Regions from separate parts of the Mus musculus genome. Here region 1 is linked to region 2. A link is a contact called in public promoter capture Hi-C data. All regions are on one chromosome and are shown on one strand. Each heading gives the region's core, a stretch centred on a gene start, on an enhancer-like site or on the middle of the called end of the contact. The rest is flanking DNA. Distances are from core to core; before and after follow the strand shown.

Region 1 (5,539 bases), core at 2,199-4,698, 2.0 Mb after region 2:
GTCTGCCTGTTGCTTTGCCAGGCTCCTCAGCACAAGGGTCATGAGCTCACCATCTGAAACTGTAAACTCTATGGTACCCCTTCACAGCAATAGAAAAGTAACTAGGATGCTTCTCATGCAGAAAATTTTTATTTCATCCTGTACTGACTTGGCTCACGCTGCTAACACACAGTCGCACCTGGAGTCTAAGCATGATACCCCCTCTCAGCCATCTGCCTCTCCCCAAAACAAACTGGACATGGGTGTGCAAATTACTCCTGCTAGAGGACTTTCCCACATGCTTTTCTGCTGGTCTGTGATGTGTTTGAGAAGGCATTACTGACCTATTCTACAGGAGAGGAAACTGAGGATCACATTCAGCTGTCCCAACTCCCAGCCTGGGCTCTTTCCACTTACTGTCCTCTCTTGCGGTCAGGTCAGCTGGTAAGAATTCATGGCTTTGGAAGCATGTGGGGAAGGATAACCCAGAGCTCAATGCCCTGCCTGGGAGCAGACAAGGGTAGACCAGTTTCCCAAGAGACACCAAGCTTCATGTCCATGCACCCCTATGACACCACTTGGCCACCTTCTAACCTTCATGCTCCTCGTCCTGATGTGCCATCTCTTGCTCAAGGGTCCCTTGAGATGAGTGGCCTTGATGGTTCGGGGTGGGTGAGGGATGGGTAGCACTTTCAAGGGGTCCTGAGGAGGAAGATGCCTTAGTGGTCCTAACTCTAGGGATGTGGAGGGTCTGCCAGCCTCTTCTCGAGGAGCAGGGCTGTTCTCCAGCTTCCGGGATTTCCCAAAGCTGGACGTAACCAAGCTGTGTTTTGATCCAGACTAGAGTGACAGGCCTGGGACTAATAAGAATGTCATACAGGCTGGGAGGAGACTCCGGGGTTTTCTAGCTCACACCCTTCATTGTACAGAGAAGGAAACTGAGGGATGAAGAGGTGATCCAGGCCTGGAACCCAACTCTATGACCCATATGATTAACCTTTGCAAGGCACTGTGGTGTTTGCTGCCTGGAACTAAGGACACCTGTCCCTTCAGGATTCCATTTAGCCCTCCACAGTGAGGACCTCTTCCCGTGTTTAATAGACAGAGAGCTGAAATCTGCAGATATGTACCCCCTCGCTTTCCCTAAAGGAGACCCACAACTCCCCTCTGTCATCCACCTTGTCTTTCTAGTTTGAAAAGCCTGGCCTTGAACGTGCCAGGGAGGCGCCCTGACTACTGAGCTGCCCCTCTTCCACTCGAATTTCAGAGGAGCAAACCCCAGCTTGCTTCCCCCTCCTTTGTTCTTCTCCCCGCCTACCCTGATGCAGATGGGGTACATACTTTGTAGGGCCTGGTGCAAAACAAAAATTATGTGTCCAAGGTCCAAATGCCATTAAGAATACTATGAAGAATTTCATGGTGGCAGCAACAAAGCACTCAAGCACAGGGCTCTGAATGGCTGTGCGTGCTCGGCCTTCATCACTCTTGAGAGTGGGGCCTGAAACAGGTTTGGGGCAAGCACATGGAATCCTAGCTCTGCGGAGGTGGAAACAACAAGATCTCATGTTCACAGCCAGCCTAGGATTTTAGGGACCGTTCTCAAAAAACAAAAACAAAAACAAAAACAAAAACAAAAACACAGCACACAGTTGAGAATTTAGTGCTGGTCCCCGAAAGCTCATTGCTCCACCTCTGCATCAAACCGTTGTCACCTGCCTCTAGAGAGGACCTCCTTGAAGTTCTTCAGACTAACTTCTGAGGATCAGCAATCCTCTGCTTCAGACCCTGCTGGGAAGTCTTCTGAGTCCCTGGATCTAAATCGGAATTCTTTGGGCCTGTTTCATTTCGTTCTGTCCTCAGAATATAGGAACAGCTGGGCCTTGTGAGCAACTAATTCTTGTAGACTTGGACGCAGTCTGTAATTCCTTTTCTATGTCCTCATTGGCCTGAGGCCCTAGTGCTTTCTCCAACTCTTGTCACTCCTCCCACATCCCCCGCCCCTGCCCCAAGCTCCCCGTGCACTATGGGAGGCTTGGGTTCACAAGAACAGCCCAGGCACCAGCCAGTGTCGGGAACGCTAAGAAGAGGGGAAAGATGCCACCCCTGTCCACAGCTTCTCTTCAACCTCCTAAATTGACTTCTCTCCGTCTTACTTCACAGGCCTGCCCACAGAAACTCTTCAGTCCCCACTGACCCCCTCAGCCACTTCCCAGCTCCTGACCTTACCCATGGTCCCCTATCTGCCCCTTCCCAAGGAGGCGGACCTTAGACTTGGGCTGCAGAGGTCCCATGGGTCCTGTCCCACTCAAGACAGAGAGCCGCCGGCTGGAGAATGAAAGGCTTACCGGAAGCCATGGCATGTGGGAGGAAGAGTGGGTGTGAAGATGGTCATGTATCCAAGCTCCCTGTTCTATAGAGTGTAACAAAGCGACCACCACAATCTGGAAAAGCAGATACTGTAATCCATAGTACTGCAAGACATGGTCTGTCCTGACCCTGAAATTTGGTTGAGCCGGGGCTCTGGAAGGTCATGGGGCTCACAATTCAAGAAGCTGCTAGCATGTGGAGCTCAGCAGAGGAAGTAAGACCAGTGGGAGCCTCCCGCCTTTCTCTCCCCCAGCCTCTATCCTTGCCAAAGGATAGGGCACCTCTGTCCCATCTTGCAAAATCTACATGACAGGCATGACACCTTAGAGATTGCTTCTGTGTTCTCCCACTGGGCTAGGGCCACCCCTTCCCTAGCCTTCTCAAATATTAGCCGACAAACTCCTTCCTTGAGGAACTTAGATAGGCACCATCTTTTACCGTTTGAAAGATGGAACACTATGCTCATTAGTAGCGGGGGGGGGGGGGGGGGGTTGAAGCCCCTGGAGGTGTTAGTGGGGTCACAGCAACTAGCCTGGATTCCCAGCTGGTGGAACTACTTCAAGGTCCCCCACAAGGATATTCACAAGGCTAAGAGTAAAACTCAAGTCCTGCCCAGGAAAGCATAGATTTTCACCCAGTCCCAGCCTGTACTGCCGATCAGGAAGAGGAAGAGTGTCCTGTCTTCCCCATCCCGAGCCCTCTGCCCAACTCCCCAGCCGCAGGTCCCAGCCTCACAAGGTTCCATGCCCCAAATTCTAAAGCTCCCCATCTGGTAGTTGTGCCCCGCCCCCATCCCGTGGTTGGGGTCCCAGCCCGGCTAGACAAAAAGGACACGGCTGAACAGAAAAGACAAGGTGGCCTTTCCCTCTATTCTGGCCACCCCTGACCTGAGGGAGAGGAACAACTAACTGTCAAGCCTTGAGGTGCACAGACCAGACTGACTCAGAACGGACCTATCTAGGTTTCTTTAGCCCGAGGCTGAGCGTTGATGGCCAGCACTGTGGACAACGGAAGGGAACAAAAGTATTAAGGGTGAAGGGCTGGAATTTGGAGGCAAAAAGATTTAAGCCAACTGGAGAATCCAAAGGGCGGAGCCAACTCTGGAGCAGACACTCCCAGCCCAAACTCAGCTTTCTTAGCGCTGTTCCTTAGGAGTGAGCACAGGTAAGTTGGCTGCTACCTCACGCGGGTCCCTCCCTGAAGCCCTCACGAATCTAGATTTCTGCCTCTGGGTGCAGGCTACCCTCTCCTGGCCTAGAGCGACGCTTCCGCAGCTAGCTCAGTCCCTACGTTCCTACCCAGGACGCACGGGACCCCAATGCCTGGGTTCGAAGCCTGTCCCTTCGTGGCAGGGAGGGGCTGGGGTGGTCGCACTCGGTCTGCAGCCCTCTAGAGCCGAGCCCTGCTGCTGGGAGGCGTACTGGGCAATAGGAAACGAGTTATTAGGAGGGAGTGGTGGAGCCGGGCCAGGCAGGAAGAAGCTAGAATAAGAAACATTTTGCTCCAGCCCCTTCCCAGTCCCCGGAGGCCGCCGCGCCAGCCGCGCAGATCGAGACCTTTCCCGGCCCCACAGGCCGGCTCTGGACGTGAGACCCCGGCCGCCTCCGGCAAGGAGAGGCGGGGGTCGAGTCGCCCTGTCCAAAGGTGAGTCGGAGTGCCGCTGGGCCGGGCAGGGAGACCTGTCCCTGGTCTCAGGGGGACCCTTCTTTATGTGGATCTCAAAGACCTCTCAGACGGCGCGTGGCAGGGTCAGTTTTAGCCGGGCAAGACAGTCAGCAGTCCCCTGGTTGTGGACACACACCTCCCTGCTACCCCGACCTGAGCGTGGAAGGGGGCGGGTCGAGCACGGATGGGGAATCAAAAAACTTTTTTTGCTAGGTATCCTGAGGCCTTTAGCTTCTCTTCCCTGCCGAGATTAACTCTTCTACCCTTATCTATAAAGGTAAAACGGGACTGAAAGATTCTTCCCTCCTGAGCTCCAGGGTGCTCTGTTGACATAGGAGCGACTTCCCTTGCGGAACCTCCTCATAGAGACCACTTAACCTGGCACCCCAATCCTTATCTCTATAGGGTCACAGAATTCCCCTGCCGTGGGTGTCCTTGACATTCCCCTTTAGGGACTCCTGGCCCTCCCCCAGGCTGAGATCCAGGCAGTCAGTCAGCCCTGCAGAGAACAGCTCTGCTTTCTTAGGTCTTCCTTTGAAGGACACATTCCCCTGCTCACGAGCAACTTCTGGATGAGTTCGGCCCCCTCTCTGACCCTCCAGGGTCAGTCTGTCTAGGGGGTCTGTCTAGGGTCTTTCCTCTCTGGATCCTCACCACTCTAGCTGGCCCCCCACCTGTCTTCACAATTATCCTTCTTTGTTGTGGGTGGTTTTGCTCACACAGCCTATCAGATGGGAGATAACTGTGCCCAGCTTGTGGAAGAGAGGTCAGCTTCAGGCTTTGGATGACTCTGAGAAGGGTGTCAGTCAATGACATCAGGAGACACCATGGTTGGGAGGTTTTTTGTTTGTGTTTGTTTGTTTGTTTGTTTTTGATACAGAGCTGGCCTCAGATTTTCAGTCCACCTGATTCAGCTTTAGTCTCTTTCCTGCCCTGCCTCAGGAGGCTTCTGAGTGCTGGGATACAGGTCAGTGCCGGCACATCTGGCTGCCGAGGGCTTGCTCCGTGCCACTTGCCACACAGTTGAGTAACTCTCGTGGGTCTCACCTGGGAAATGGTACTCTTCTTATGCCAATCTCCAAGCTGTGAGACGTAGCTGCCACAGACCACCCTAGCTAGGTATGGGGGTCCCTGGGATGTGGGTTCTCGAGGCTAGGTAGGTAAGGATTTGGCGGTGACAAACAGAAACAAACACAGAGGCCAGGAACAATACTCAATACTGCCAGGAACATGCCTGTTCCTGGACTGTGAATGTCCCATGATTCTTACCTCCTCGCCATCTTAACTCGATGTGTCTCTGTGGAGGAGTCTGCAGCACTCTGACGAGGTCCTCTCCTTACCTGAGAAAGTATTTTTTTTTTTTTTAGAAAAAGGATAGAGAAAGCTTACCTGCCTCGAGCCCCACATTGAACCCCAGCTTCCACGGACCACCCCAGTCGGGTGCTTGCTCAGGGCCAGTGTGTTGGTCTGTGTGCTGTATAGGAGTCTCTCCTTTCTGCAGCTTCCCGGTCAGAGATCTTAGTCACTT
Region 2 (5,576 bases), core at 1,262-3,761:
CGGCCGACTCCGGTCTCGCTTCAGCGGCCGCCATCCTCCGTTGCCCCTGGAGCCGCGAGGGAGGCCGGTGTCGGAGCCAGCCATGCAGCGTCTCCTCTCCGGCCGCTCCCGCGGGGCCCGGGCTTCGGCGGCGGCTGTCACGGAGCCGACAAGCTGGGCTGGCGGGGAGGAGGCGGGCGGGGGAGGTGTTGGGGGCGGAGGGGGGCAGCTGGAAGCCAGCGCAGTTCTCGCTCAGTGGGCGCAACAGATGTTTGCAGAATAGAGGAGCGACAAGGTGGTCTAGGGTAGCGAGCGGCGCCGGGGTGAGGGGACCTGGGCACACTTAGGAATGAGAGTGCAAACCTGCGACGTGAGCAGGCGCTGGAGGGCGCCGGCCAGAGAGACTGGGGAAAGGCTAAGCAACTTTTGGTCCTGTCTGGTCATCGCCTCGGCCTCCAGTACCTGCCGCGTTCGGTTGGGGAAACCGAGGCAGCTGAGACCGAGAGAGGCCTGGAAGATGAAAAATCGGGGACGGTGGCGAAGGTTGGGGTGGCCATCAATTTCCTCACGGGTTTCTGTATCAGCCAAGGCCAGCCCTGGGCCAGTGGCGGGTAAATACGTTACTATGCCCTCGACAGCTGCTCACACGCTCCCCTCCCTCCCGCTTCAGCTTGTCAGATTCCCCCCACCCCCACCCCACCTCCCACCCCGAGCCAGTTTATAGAACAACAATTTGGGGAAAACAATCCCGGCCGAGTGACGGCCCCGTAATTGTGACAAAGTGAGTGCGGACGGCTGGAGAGAGCGTAGGGCGGGAGCGAGGCAGGGCGAGGCGCAGGCAGGGGCTCCTCTCGCCCACCCTGTCACCCCTGTTCTCATTCCGGTCACCTCTCATCCCTCTCCTTGACTCTTCCTCAATTCTTCTTCTCTAGGTCCCCTGTGCCTCCCTTCTCGTTTCTCCATCGCTCTGCCCTCTCCTCACAGTAATGGTCCTCCTCTCGCCCCTCACCCTCCACCACCCTCCTCCAGATGTGCCTTTTCCTCGCTCATTTCTCACTCTCTTCTCCGTCCTCCACTCTTTTCTCCATCTTTTTCACGCGCTTACATTGCCCTTGGGTCCCAGGGCTCTACGGCAAAAATCTGCTTCGCTCCCTCCCCAGTCCGTCCTTTCTAGGCTGGGCCCGAAGCCTTCATCCCTTTCGCGTTTTTGGACACTTCTGGGCCCCTCCTGCGAGCAGGAGACCTGGCTCCCCGGGGTCCCCTCCCCCTCCAGGCGGTTCGCACTGGGCTCCCGGCTCCCGAGCGAGTTTGTTTGTCCAGCGGCGGCGGCTGCTTCTGCCCGCGCTGTTTGCCAAGCTTAGCGCGCCGCCGCGCAGAGCGGGCCCAATTAAGTCTCATTCATTATTCAGCGCCCCCGTCCGCCCCCCGTCCCCAGCCGTGGCTGGGTTGTCGTTTTGTCGCCCCTCCTCAGCCCTAAAGGGGCCATATCTAGTCCCCAGCTAGAACTAGACGTTGGAGGGAGCTAAAACATTCTGCCCACTGTTGACAAGTGACCCTAAGTGAAGCCCACCGGCTCCATCCCTACCTCTAATCAAGCCTGGGGAATTTCGTAGATCCAAGCTTCTTTTAAAAGAAACTGAAGCTCAGGAAAGGGTGTGACTTGGCCAAGGTCACGGAGCTGCTCGGGGATTGTAGCCCGGGATGTTGAAGGCATCTTGTAAGCCAGCTCCATTCCAGCGTCCAAGCGAGAAGGCAGGCTCCTCTCCCCCGAGTCTCCCTGGGTTTGCCCTTACTCTTCTGATGGCTCGCCCCCACCCTGTATCCCTTGCTGGTGTGGGTTCCCCCCCCCCCCTTTGCTTCAGGCTACAAGGGTCTGAACAGCTTCTGGCTCTATGGATTCTGGGCTATGCAGGCTCAGACTCCCAGGTCTGGCTGTGGAGTCCCCTAACTGGAAGGCCTGGAAGCAAGGTAGTGAGGCAGAATTGCGGGTCTTGAGGGGCTCTCTCCTTCACCTCTGAGTGGATGTCTCTCCTTTAAGAAATTAGACGTGATCCTATAATGGCCGTCTTGGAGTACAGAGAGAAGCGAGACAGGGATCACCTCCCATTTGTGGCGGAGAGGAGAGGAAGTCGAGATTTTTAATTTTATTGATAGAGTCGCCCTTTTTCTCCCGCCAGGTAGCTGCACGGTTCGGACAGCTTTGACCAGGAATGTCCCAACCTTGCAAAAAGGAGATCTGGGACTTTTGGGGACCCTCCCTTCCGTAAACGGCAGCGCCATCTGGCGGTGTTAATGAAGTGCTGCAAGAGGTGCGCACTGCCGGGAGTGGGGCGCGGTTCCAGGCCCTACAGTGTAAAACTGGGTGAGTCTGGGGAAAGCTTCCCGTAGAGAGGGCGATCAGAGCCCAGGAACACAGGACCGGAAGGTGGCTACGAAGGGGCTGACCAGGGCTTTCGGGGCGGGGCCTGCAGGAGGTGGCCTGACTTCAAACACAGTCACCCAGCACTGAGGGACAAAGTCCACTTGTGTGGAGGTGAGAGCAGTTACAGAGGGGCCATTTTGAATCTGTGTTCAAAGGCAATGGCTGTTCTGAAGCAGCCTGGAAGCCTGGGCTGCCAGGTACTGCGGCCCTGCTGGGACTGCCTGAGGGTGAGTTTGCTTGAAGTAGGTAAGACGATTGGCAGGCAGATTTGATATTCTGAGGATTTTTGCGGCCGCTTTGTAGAGTGCCTTCGATCTGGTTGATAGGGATAGGATGGCTGGGCTGTGGGGTGCTAAGGTCTGGGTCAAAATGTTCTCCAGAACGTTTAAGTGGAAGGAGTTCAGGGTCCCTTTCAAATTTGGCTTGTGGGAGAACGGCATAGTCTGGGGAGATGGGAAAGCTGGAAAGGGCTTTGGCCGAGTTACAGAATGCACCCGCTTACACACACACACACACACACACACACACACACACACACACACACACACACACACACACGATGTTAAAGGAGTGAGTTTGGCTAAGACACTGGCTTTCAAAGGGGTTTGAAACAGTGAAAAAGTATTCTCTTCAGCCCTTTCCTGTGAGCCATTACTATTCCAGAGTCTAAGGGGAGGATAGAAATTTAAGCTTCTTTTTTCCCCCTTCTTATTCTTTCTCAATTTTACTTTATGTACACGGGTGTTTTGCTTGAACCTTTGTGTGTGCACTGCATGCACTCCTGATATCCTTGGAGACCAGAAGAGGGCATCTATGAGCTGCCATGTGGGTGCTGGGAATTTAAACCCCAAGTGACCCCTGGGTCACCCGTTAGTCCCAAGCTTTTGAGTTGTTGTTGTTGTTGTTCAGGCACCTAGTTCTCAGTGTCCCAACTTAAAGTCACTTAAAACATTCTCTTCCTGGGGGTGGAGAGATGGCTCAGCCGGTTAAGAGCACTGACTCTACCTGGTGGTTCACAACCATCTGTAATGGGATCTGATGCCCTCTTCTGGTGTGTCTGAGCACAGCTACAGTGTACGTATGCATAATAATGAATAAATCTTAAAAACAAAAACATTCTCTTCCTTGGACATGGTGGCACATGCCTATAACCTCAGCACTTGAGGAGGTAGGGGCAGGAAGACCAAGATGTCCTCAGCTATGGCCGCATAAGACCAGTTTGGAACGTGCAATAAGACTGTGCCTCAAATATCAATAAATTAATAATAAATAAATGAAAATATTTTAATTGAAGCATTTCCTCCCTTAAATATGGAGTCACTGTGATTGTAAATAACAGGACTGGGGTGCTAACGGAAGATAGGAGACATCTAGTACCTGAGAGACCCCGAGGTAGGGCTAGCTTGATTTTTATTACTGCTGAGCCTTTCTCCTTGCTTCACCTCTCAGGCCTAAGGATGACCCTCCAGACTGCAGTGATTCTCACAGAGGACCTTGAGATTTCTGCAATTTGATCAATGTCAAACGCCACTGGATTTTCTCTGAGACTCTTGCCCTAGAGGATGGCCAAAGGGCTGCTGATGACCTATGTCCTTTGGGCTTTGGGGGGTCCTGTTGGGCTCCACCACCTGTACCTGGGAAGGGACAGCCATGCCCTGCTCTGGATGCTCACCCTGGGAGGTGGTGGGTTGGGCTGGCTCTGGGAATTCTGGAAGCTCCCGAGCTTTGTGGCTCAAGCCAACAGAGTCCAGAGTTGGAAACAGAGGCCGGAAGAGGAGAGACCACCTCTCAGTCTCCTTCGCTTTGCTTCCCAGATAGTAGTGGGTGTCTATTTTGGTCTTGTGGCTCTAGTCAGCCTTTCTTCCATGGACAACTTCTATATAGTGGGCCTCCCACTGGCTGTTGGCTTAGGGGTCTTGCTGGTAGCTGCTGTTGGTAACCAGACCTCAGACTTTAAGAATACCTTAGGAGCGGCCTTCCTCACGTCCCCTGTGTTCTATGGCCGCCCCATAGCCATCCTGCCTATCAGTTTGGCTGCCAGCATTACAGCCCAGAAGCATCGACGATACAAAGCCTCAGCGGGGTCAGAGACACTTAGTGTGCGGCTCTACCGCGTGGGCTTGGCTTACCTCGCCTTCACCGGCCCTCTGGCCTACAGTACGATGTACAACACAGCTGCCACCATTAACTACGTGGCAGAAACCCTGGGTTCCTTCTTGAGTTGGTTCAGCTTTTTCCCACTTCTTGGCCGCCTCGTGGAGTCTGTCTTGCTTCTGCCTTGCCGGATCTGGTGGCTACTGGTCGGAGGTCCTGGCTTCAACAGCAGCCGGTTCCAGGAGTGGGAAAAGCTCTATGAGTTTGTCGACAGTTTTCAGGATGAGAAACTTCAGCTGGCTCACCAGGTAAGCCTTTCTTCCCTCTTCGGGTAAGTCTCCTCAGAGAGGAGAGCCTGTCTGGACTCTGAGCGATGGAAGCCCTGCAGGAGCTTGTAGCTTGCATGAGGGAGCTCTGTTCTGAGTCTGGCCAGCTATGCCTTGAAAGGGGATCCTGGCTTCTTTGGGCTTCATGAAGGTACATGAGGAAGACACATGAATAATAAATACTTTTGTTGTTGTTGTTTTGTTTTGTTTTTTGTTTTTTGAGACAGGGTTTCTCTGTGTAGCCCTGGCTGTCCTGGAACTCACTTTGTAGACCAGGTTGGCCTTGAACTCAGAAATCTGCCTGCCTCTGCCTCCCGAGTGCTGGGATTAAAGGCGTGTGCCACCACTCCAGGCTACTGTAACTGGGAACACACCAGAAGAGGGCATCAGATCCCATTACAGATGGTTGTGAGCCACCATGTGGTTGCTGGGAATTGATCTCAGGACCTCTAGAAAAGCAATCAGTGCTCTTAACCGCTTAGCCATCTCTCTAGCCTTTTTTTTTTCTTCTTCTTCTTCTTCTTCTTTTTTTTTAAAGACAGGTTCTTACTGTGCATCCTTTAGCTGGCCTAAACCAGGATAATATGGAGACCCAGGCTGGCCTCAGTTTGTATTCCTCCTGCCTCTGTATCATGAATGAATATTAGCAAGAAGTACCACCTGTCAGCTAGATGAGTTTTCAGTTAGTTTCTTTCTTTGTTTCTTTCTTTCTTTCCCTCATTATTTATTTTTTTTATTTATTTATTTAGTTTTTT

Evidence for each region. Promoter capture Hi-C pulls out the DNA fragments that hold promoters and counts their contacts.
Region 1: a promoter capture Hi-C map of hippocampal neurons shows a contact between it and region 2, with 3 times the contacts expected there. The contact joins the promoter of Acvrl1 here to the promoter of Dnajc22 in region 2. A contact is called at or near these places in 2 of 39 promoter capture datasets (hippocampal neurons and liver) and 1 of 9 other capture datasets (embryonic stem cells).

Annotation. Positions count from the first base shown.
Region 1 is chr15:101,125,074-101,130,612 of GRCm38.p6, forward strand. It overlaps Acvrl1 (activin A receptor, type II-like 1), which reads left to right and starts at 3,449. Exons shown (of 11, transcript NM_001277257.1): 1 at 3,449-3,510; 2 at 3,854-3,990.
Region 2 is chr15:99,096,973-99,102,548 of GRCm38.p6, forward strand. Dnajc22 (DnaJ heat shock protein family (Hsp40) member C22) reads left to right here and starts at 2,512. Exons shown (of 3, transcript NM_176835.2): 1 at 2,512-2,628; 2 at 3,851-4,803. The coding sequence starts at 3,964.